Regions from separate parts of the Sus scrofa genome. Here region 2 is linked to region 1. The links are chromatin contacts, called in public Hi-C maps. All regions are on one chromosome and are shown on one strand. Each heading gives the region's core, a stretch centred on a gene start, on an enhancer-like site or on the middle of the called end of the contact. The rest is flanking DNA. Distances are from core to core; before and after follow the strand shown.

Region 1 (4,607 bases), core at 1,922-4,421:
GTACAGTAAAGGACATCTGACCTTATGGAGGAAAGGTAAACAAATAATAGTGAGGTTCCCTAGTAAGTGATTTTTCATAATTCCCATTCTCTAGGAGGTCCTATAAATGTATGTTAGTAACATCTCCATGTATGGCTCATAAAAAAACAACACTGACAATAGCTCACACTTACTGAATGCCTACTAGGAGCAAACTTGGTGCCAAGCACAGTTAATCTTCATGGCTCCCCTAAGGGACAGGTATTATCACCCTTTTCTACAGATGAGGAAAGACATGCTCAGAGGGTCAGTCATGTGTCCAAGGTGCCGGTGTGTCTGGCTCCATAGCCCAGGGTGCCATCATATGACGCTGCCTCTCACCCAGCTTGAGAGATGCCCAGAAAGTAAAAGATGAACATGAGACCATGGAGGACATCCCGAAAGATAGCATCAGTGTCCCACGAGTGCAGAGAATAAGACTTGTGAGAAAAGAGGGTGAGAAGCTAGTGCAGTGGTGGGGGTAAGAGGATGTCTCCCAGAGGGGCAATCTGAAGTTGGTTCTAGAAGATAGAGCGGGTTTGTGGCGGGGGGGGGGGGGGCACAGGGGTTGGAGGGGGCATCCAAAACCAGGGAGGTTGCTCAGGATGGCAGCTGGGAGCCCCACATGCCCTGTAGTCATAGCAGCCCTGAGTAGCCTGGAGGCTGGCAGGCTCCGAGGGTACACAGAGGCCAAGGCAGGCTAAAGTCAGCTCACCAAGCACTCACAGCCCGGTCATGTGGGAAAGAAAGGGGCAATCCGACTCTGGGGTGGGGATTAAAGGTGTTTCCAAACGTGCCTCGAGCCACTAAAGAGCAAAGCAGCCAGGCCCTCCTGCTTCCCAAGCTTATTTGAACAGGAGAAAGCCACTTGGCTCCCAGACCAGCCTACCCTGGCATCTTCCAGCAGGGAAACATGCTTTGGTTATTCAGACGTGACTTACTGGCACAGAGGCTGTTGGCATGGAAAAATGAACAGGCTGACCTGGCCAGAGAAGAGCAGGTGATGCAGAAACCCAGCGAAAGATGAGCTCAACGTGCCACCCTGAAGAAGTGGGAGGCCCATGTGAGGGGCCCCAAAAGAAGGAAGATTTACTAGAGAGGGCAAGTTGGGCACCTCTGCAAGTCAGGTACTTCTTACTTAAGATGTTTCGTTTAGTCTTCTCAACACAGCATAGAGGTCATCTTTCCACCTCCTGCCAGGGCCAGGTGGGGATTGGGGGGGGAGGGGGGCAGAAACCTAGGTTCACAGAGGTGAGTGCAGAAGGGCCCAGAGCTGGAACACGGGTCATGACGGCACTCCGCCTTATACTGAAGTGTCTTTTTGACTTCAAGCAATCGCCTAGTTTGTAACTTCACAAGGCCGGATGATGACGGTGCCAAGAACTTCACGGCCCTGAGGCAGGACTCTGCCCTCGCCCTCTCCATCACCTTTGGTAACGGAATGATGCCCCAGAACCACTTCTCTCAAGTCATGAAGTGAAAGCTGAACCTATCCTCACAACACTACCACGATACACATGAATACACACTAATTTGATCACCTAGAAAAAACATCCTAGGAGGGGAGAGTACAAATGGACAGCTAGAAGAGAGGGGGTGGGAGGAGGGAGAAATCTAAATCAGATGTGGTGGATAACTTGAAATAGGACCTGTTTCCTGGGCTTAAGTGGTCCTGGAAGTGGCTCTTGGAAATCAGGACAACCACAGATATTGTTTACATTTTATTTGCAATGTACCTTTCCCCCTTTACATTCCCTACAAGCAACTCAAATGCCCCACTGCTGAGAAAGTACACAGGCTGTAGGGTTGAGATGGGCAGAAGGCTCCATCTTGCCCCCACAGGCTGCAGCTCCACGTATGTTTCTGCGATTCCTATAAACCAAGAAGCAGAGGCCTTTTTGCTCCGTGACTGTGACTCGGCATCTGAAGGAGGCCTAACCTCCACTCAGCAAGTCAGAAACTCAAAATCATCATTTTTTTTTCCTTTTTTTTGGTGATAGGGCCTCTCACAAAATATCCCAAACAAGCCATCTTATGGAAAACTTTCTCTTTCTTCTGAGCAGAAAAGCTAAAGAGGACTGGATGTCCTGTGTAACACCAGCTCCTAAAAAGGAGGCATTTTTGAACCGAATGCCACATACTGTATTTTGCCATTTTGCCTACGCTTCCTGCTTGGAGCCTCTGTAACGGAACAGAGAAGCCTCAGACACTGGAGCTGCTCCAGGCCACGCAAACTCCACTCCGCATCTTCCAGGCAGCCCTGTCGCAAATAATTCCTGTCCACTACGCCCCTATCACACTGAATACAACCACATTGTGCAGCTGGAAATGGGAAACCTGATTCACATCACAGAATAAGGTACAAAAACATTTAGTTCAGCACAATGCTGTCTTGGGGCGGGGGGCACACATCTCAAATCTAGGAGTGGGTGAAGGAGTCAAGACCCACCTTGGAAAGAAGCACGGAATTAAAACAGCATTTGCCGCGTCCCGAAACAGTAACAACAAAAAAATCCACCCAGTCCTTCCAGAGCTGTTTCAGCTGCAGTGTTCCTAACCAAAATCAATCTAGTCCATGCACGCAATTTAAAAAGGAAGCATGATCTCCGCAGAAAATGGTGCATGTTGACAAGGCGTGACTTGTCCCACATGGACAGGAATAAAAGGAAAACAAGCCTGGTTGCAACTTAGCCTCCTTTAGTCTGAAGACCGCGGGAAGGAAAAGAAAAAGGCCAGAATAAAGGCAGGGAGACGCGGGCAATGGAGGACGGGACCAGGAGGAGGGTATGTGCCCGACGAGATTTTGGTAAACAGCAGCCTGTAATGGCCACTGGTAGAAAGAAGGGAAAACAGACATGGAGGGAAACGTGTTTACAACTGCAGCGGTGGGCGGGAGGCTGAGCGAGGAGGGAGGGAGGGATTCCCCGACTCTGCGCTCAGCCCGCTCGGCTCCAGTGGGGCCCCAGGGCTAGGTTGTGCTGCGGTGCACCCCCCCGCCACCACCACCCCCGCCCTGCTTTATTGGGGGGGGCATCTTGTTTATAGGGAAGGTTACTCCTCCTCAGCTCTGGTGATCGAGTCCCTAATACTCCTGCTGCATCCTTGCGGGATGCCCGCTTGACTGACAGCTGCCCCAGCCAGTCGCTGCCCAGCCCCCGCGGAAAGGTGGACTTTCCCAACGAGCCGATTGGACAGGGAGGAGGGCGGGCCGTCGTGATTGGCGTGCTACTCCGAGTAGAAAGTAGTAAACAACCTTGGTCCACCGAGGCGAGGCGAGGCAAGGCGAGGCGGGGAGGGCTTGGGATGCCTGCTGCCCGTCCTCGCTCTGAACTGGGGCTGCACCAAGACAAAAGGAACCCACAGTGGGGAGACGACCAAGGATACCCCAGAAAAGCAAACACGAATGGGTGTTCCTTTAGAGCTGCTGGGCTAGAACTGCTGACTTGCAGCTTCACATCATTTTTGTTCTGTGCAAAACCAAAATGGTTTGTTTCTGCTATTTATTCTCCTTCTTAGGGTTTAACAACTCTCAAACCGGAGCAAGAGCCATTTTGGTTGACCTTCCCTTCCTCTAAATTTTCTAGTTCTGTCTTTTCAGAAGTGCTTTTAAACCCCAGTACTAAAAATTGTTTCCTTACACAATGTGCCCTCCATGGCACAGAGGTATATCAGATGCCCTGTTAGACCTTCTGATCTCAAGTTCCTGGAGCTGTGATCTCACTCAGAGCTGTTTGGAAGAGTGTGTGTGTGTGTATAAAAACTGAGATGATATTAAGCTCACTTGACAAGAAATAAGCAGTGAACATGCATTTTCCATAGAGGGAGTATTTTGCCCAGGATAATGTATCTCGTGGTAACGGTAACTCCCCATCTGGTTTGACTTGAATCACAATCCACTCCTCATTCTGGCCTCACCATAAAGTCTCAAAGGACCTTAGCGAGAAAAATCTGCAGCTGCCAGGGAGGCGCTGCTCCCCCAAGCTGGGCAGCTCCTGGGGCTGCCTCCAGGAGGGGCGTGGGCACTTGAGAGACACACACAAACCACCTAACTGAGAGAGAGGACAGAGAGGCTCCTTCCTGTACTAGTGGAGAAGGGAACCAGGAGGACAGATCCAAGAGGGATCTCCACTCCATTTGTTTGCCCACCGACTCAACACTCTAATGGTGAGCTATGTTGCCACCGTGGCCAGACAGCCATACTGATACAAAATGACTCTTGCAGGACACAACTTAGGGTAAACTGACCACCTGGGGGTCGTCTTCATCACCTCCAGGCCCCAGTGTCCAGTTGTCTGCCTGTTCTAATAGCGCCTCCCTACCTAGCAGTCCCAGGGAACTGCATCCTTCAACCCTCGAGTCTCCCCTTTCTGTAAAAAGCCTCCACAGCCTGTGGTATGGAGTTAGTACCCCTTAGCTCTTCCAGCATGGCTCCAGCCCCCAGGCATGCAACTTCCTTCCTTCAGTTCTGGTCCTGCACTGGCCACACACACCCTTCACTCTTAACTGTTCTTTCTGCTTTCTGTGCTATCCCCTGCCTGCCCAGGAGAGGCCACTGTTCTCCACCGCTTCCCTGACCCTGCAGAACTCCT
Region 2 (4,464 bases), core at 1,060-3,559, 74 kb after region 1:
CAGCTGCAGTGTAGGTTGCAACTGTGGCTTGGATCTGACCTCTGGCCTGGGAACTCCATATGGGTGGCTAAATAAATAAAGCCACGTACTATTCTACAAAAAGATCATTTAAATAAATCTAAGCTGAAAACTACGAAATTGGGTTCCACAAATGGTAAGCAGAGTCTTCTCCAGTTATTTGGTAGCTCTCCTTAAAAGGTAAAATCTTCTAATGGATTTAAATATGGTCTGACTGCAACATTAGTAATGGGGAGGGGACACTTAATTCTAGCAAAAGTAATCAGACAAGTCCCCCTTCACACCTCAACCCCAATTCATTCCTTTTTTTTTTCCAAAGAAACTTAAATTTGTCTCACCTACTGAAGATTCAAGATAAACATTAAAATTACTTTATCAACCTCCAAAGTGCAGAAGCAGTGAAATTTTTTTTTTTAATTATAAATCAATCTAGGAAGGAGTGACATTGGTAATATTCTATATAGGAAAAATGATGTTTCAATTTCTCTCTTTTTTTTTCTATACTGTTCAGTAAGATTAGTTAGATTTTCCATAATTATGTCCTGCATATTTCCTATTAGAGTTATTCCTTGTTATTTGGATTATATCATTAAAAAGACATGCAGTGTTATTAATTTCAAATATATTATGTCATTTATATAAACCTTAAGGGGATCTTTTAGGAGCTAGCCAGCTTGAGTGAACAGTGAGGGATTATTTGTAATTAGCATGTTAATTTCACCTGTAAATTAAAAAAAATTAAACTCTACAAGGTGCTTAAAAGAGTTCTGTCAAGTAGGCTATACATTCACCTTACAGTCTTATTTACTGTATTAATTTACAATGTCGAGATTTACCAAATCAGATAATACATTGCAAAGCACATAGAGATATATATTTAGTAAATATGAATACTTGTTATTACACGGACACAAACATCTCCGTGGCTCCATTCTTGGCCCCAACTTTGAATAGGTAGCATTAAAGTGTATGAAGTGTGTATTTCAAGTAGATTCCACTACACCCTGCTGTCTGGAGGCTGCCCTCTGGTGCAGGGCTCTCTAGATGACAGTCCCATAAAACTAAACATCCCCTAGTCAGAGAACTCTGTGTTTTAATGATCACATGCAAAAAAATAGGGAACCCCAGATCCCCCCTCAGACTTGCCCACCGAAGCATGGCAGGAAAACTCCACTGCTAATTAACTCATCTCTGACTTTTCTTTGCTTGGGTTCCCTCATTCCACCTTAACACCTCTGCTCCACTGGGAAATCCTGAGATGGCCAGAGCTGCTAGGGGGCTGTGGTCTCAGAGGTGCTGCAGCCCCTGCTTCAACTCCCATAGATGTTATCCTCCTCCAGGGACAAGCCCAAGCCGTGGGCTACTACGTTATGACTATGTAAAGGGATGGTCTTGTTTAACAGCAGTTTTACATCAGGGAAGATTTAGAAATGCATAGCTCATGATGAGGAAATTTCACAGTGTTTATCTGAAATTTAAAAAGTCGAAAAAACCTCCAACAAGCCTTATTACCTGAGTAACTGACTTTAACCTCTCTGTGGCTGAGTCTCCTTCTCTGTAAAGTGGGCACAGCAGTACTTACTTACCTAATGAGGTTGAGATTAAATCAATTGACATTTGCAAAGCGCTTGGGATGGTACCTAGAACAGAGCAGTGCTCTGTAACTATTTCTTGAATAAATGAAAACAAGTCAACAAAAGTCTACCTTAAACTTTAAGAGAATTTTTTTAAATAGTCAAAATTTGAAAAAGCTAAATTTTAGAATCAATTGCATCTTGAAAGTCATCACTAAACATGAGGTACTGCATTCGCTTGTGCTGGATTACATAACAGACAAAAACTTACTCTCTTGGGAATTTCCAGAACCCTGTAGCACAGCCAAAATACACTGACCTTGAATACATTGTTCTTGAACAAAGTGGATGTACTGAACACTGAACTGATGTTACTACTTCGTACCTAGCATACAGTGCTGAATGCACTCATGCTCAATTATCTGACAGTGATGCCAGTATGTGAGAATAATACATAATTTTTAATCTTATTTAAAAAGTATTATGCACTCCCAGAGCACTTAACAAGGAACTACTCTTCTGCTCTGCGGGGTTTGCTGTCTGTTCATCAGCAGAAAGACAGCTGGTTTGGGGGCTGGTGATGGGTTTTTCCATTGTTTTCAAAAGGCAGAGAATTACCCACGTGCTAACTTTCAAAGACACTACAGGGATCAGTCACCGGAAATCACACAGCAAAGGTCACTGCCAGAGATCCGACACGTGGCTCCAGTGACTCCAACTGCAAGGCCACTACCAGGCCATGGCCCAGGGCAGGACAGGCGCGAGAGGGAAAGCTGTCCATCATAAGGGAGCAACCGCCTCTCCTACTGTGCCAGAGGGAACAGACTCAGGCGACAGGGGAGGGGACCTGCTCAGAGTCACCCCACCAGAGATCAGTGTTTGTCTGATACCCACCCCAGGGCTGTCCCCATTCCCTACACCATCCTCCTGGTAGGCATCCTTTCTACTGGCAAGGAGCTTACAGACTAGAGACTAGAGAGAGCAGAGGCTGAGCCCCTGTGCCCACCAGGCTTTTTTTTTTTTAATTTTTTTATTACAGTTGATTTATAATGTTCTGTCAATTTCTGCTATACAGAAAAGTGACCAAGCTATACATACAATATACATTCTCTTTCTCACATTATCCTCTTCATGCCCCATCACAAGTGACTGGATATAGTTCCCTGTGCTATACAGCAGGACCTCAGCCACTGGGCTTCTTAACTGTGTGACAAACTATAAATCATGGCCCCCCAGCCGTGTCTGTTTTCTCACCTGGGAAGTGAAAGGGTGAGGCCAGATCACTTCCAATTGGGATGAAGGTCATGAATAATGAATAACACAAAGAGATTATGTACCAATAAACCAAGTCCACACCTTAGTGTCAAGAATCATGAGAAAGAACCCAAAAGGGTCAGACACTCTTAATTTTTCAAAGAATAAAACGGGAGTTGATACAGGCAGGTTGAACAGGAACTACAGCTTCTCCGTTCCCCACTACGATTAAGATAAGCAGATTTCACACAGCCTGATGGTGATGGAGGCCCTTGAGCTGCTGATGACCCTCATCCATGAAGCCTTCAACAGCCCACAGGCAGAGCTGGTTGTGATGCCTATAGGATCCCCTCTTGTGTTCTCAGAACAGGAGTATAATTGCCCATTTCTGCTCTCTCTTCCCCCACCAACTGGTCCAGAGCTGGTCTGACTGAGTTCTGCATGGTTATGGGGGAATACTCCACCTGGCATACAGCAGGTACTCAATAAATGACTGCATCCTCCACCCTCACCCCAAGTCCAATAGAACTCATGCGTGCTTGTCTTGCCAGGTTCTCTTCTTCTCCCCTGTTTCCTCACTGTCAGTCCTCATCTAGGTCTCACAGTAATGATCTCCATACTGGACCCTCAGCGTGAACTTACACTGCTTTTCAGAGAAACAAAGCTCCAAGCTGCTTCTCTCCATGTCCAGGGTAAGTGTAAGTGTCTGCAGACCCTTTCTTGCATCTGTGTCATCCTCTTTTCCTTAGGCCATAATGCTGCTCTCTCCACTAGTTGTCAGCAGGTGCTTGCCTCACCCTTCTGCCCACCACAGCATCCCCCTGACTCTGGGTGGCCCCTGCAATGTACATCACTCCTTAGCTGCTCTTTCCATCACTGACACATGCAGCCTGAGATGCCAAAGCCATCTGCACCCTTGAGATCCCCCTTTGGTCACCATTCCTTCCTTATTTAGAACACTAAAGATGTCTTTCTTGTTTTTTTTTTTTTTTTTCTTTTTTTTTTTTAATGGCTGCACCTGTGGCATATGGAAGTTCCCAAGCCAGGGGTCGCATCGGACCTGCAGCTGCCAGCCTATGCCACAGCCACAGTAACGCTGGATTCCAGATGCATCCGCAACCTACATGGCAGCTTGCGGCAATCAGTGGGATCCTTAACCCACTGAGTGAGGCCAAGGATTGTACCTACATCTTCATGGACACTATGTCAGGTTCTTAACCTGCTGAGCTACGAAAGGAACTCTGAGGACACTAAAGACTTCTGATGGAGGCCATAAGGCTGGGTCACTGAACAATACTTTGTTTCCTAAGAGCCTTCCTGGCCCCTCTCTACCTTCCCCAAACTCCCAAACCCTGAAATCGAATTCAAGGCAAGTTTTCCCTCTTTGAAAGGTTATAGCTAACAGCTTTGAAACTTTAAACTTGGAAAGCACATGGACCTACTCTACCCAGTTCCAGGGTCATGTGGATGAAGGGATGGCCCATTTCAGAAAAACCACATGGAACAGCTCAAAGGAATGTCTCCATCTCGGGCAAGTGCAAAATTCAAATGAAGGCTGTGATAGGAACTGAGTGTGCTTTGCAGTCCCACTCCCCAGCCCTCTGCTGCCCTGGAGACA

The links. A called contact is a pair of places that touch in the nucleus more often than the background predicts.
Region 2: a Hi-C map of liver shows a contact between it and region 1, with 4 times the contacts expected there. The contact joins two enhancer-like sites. A contact is called at or near these places in 3 of 47 Hi-C or Micro-C datasets (embryonic fibroblasts, heart right ventricle and liver) and 1 of 2 datasets of contacts at active chromatin or transcription factors (skeletal muscle).

The regions. Positions count from the first base shown.
Region 1 is chr1:137,487,925-137,492,531 of Sscrofa11.1, forward strand. All of the region lies in intron 2 of IGF1R (insulin like growth factor 1 receptor), which reads right to left. Among named protein-coding and RNA genes, the nearest start is that of PGPEP1L, 180 kb to the left of the region's middle. Within about 2 kb of position 3,172, at least 71 of the 83 cell types and tissues checked have an H3K27ac peak or open chromatin away from gene starts, as enhancers often do. A contact at or near this core is called in liver and skeletal muscle, where this site is marked.
Region 2 is chr1:137,563,067-137,567,530 of Sscrofa11.1, forward strand. The region is part of intron 2 of IGF1R (insulin like growth factor 1 receptor); the gene reads right to left. Among named protein-coding and RNA genes, the nearest start is that of IGF1R, 130 kb to the right of the region's middle. Within about 2 kb of position 2,310, at least 21 of the 83 cell types and tissues checked have an H3K27ac peak or open chromatin away from gene starts, as enhancers often do. A contact at or near this core is called in liver and skeletal muscle, where this site is marked.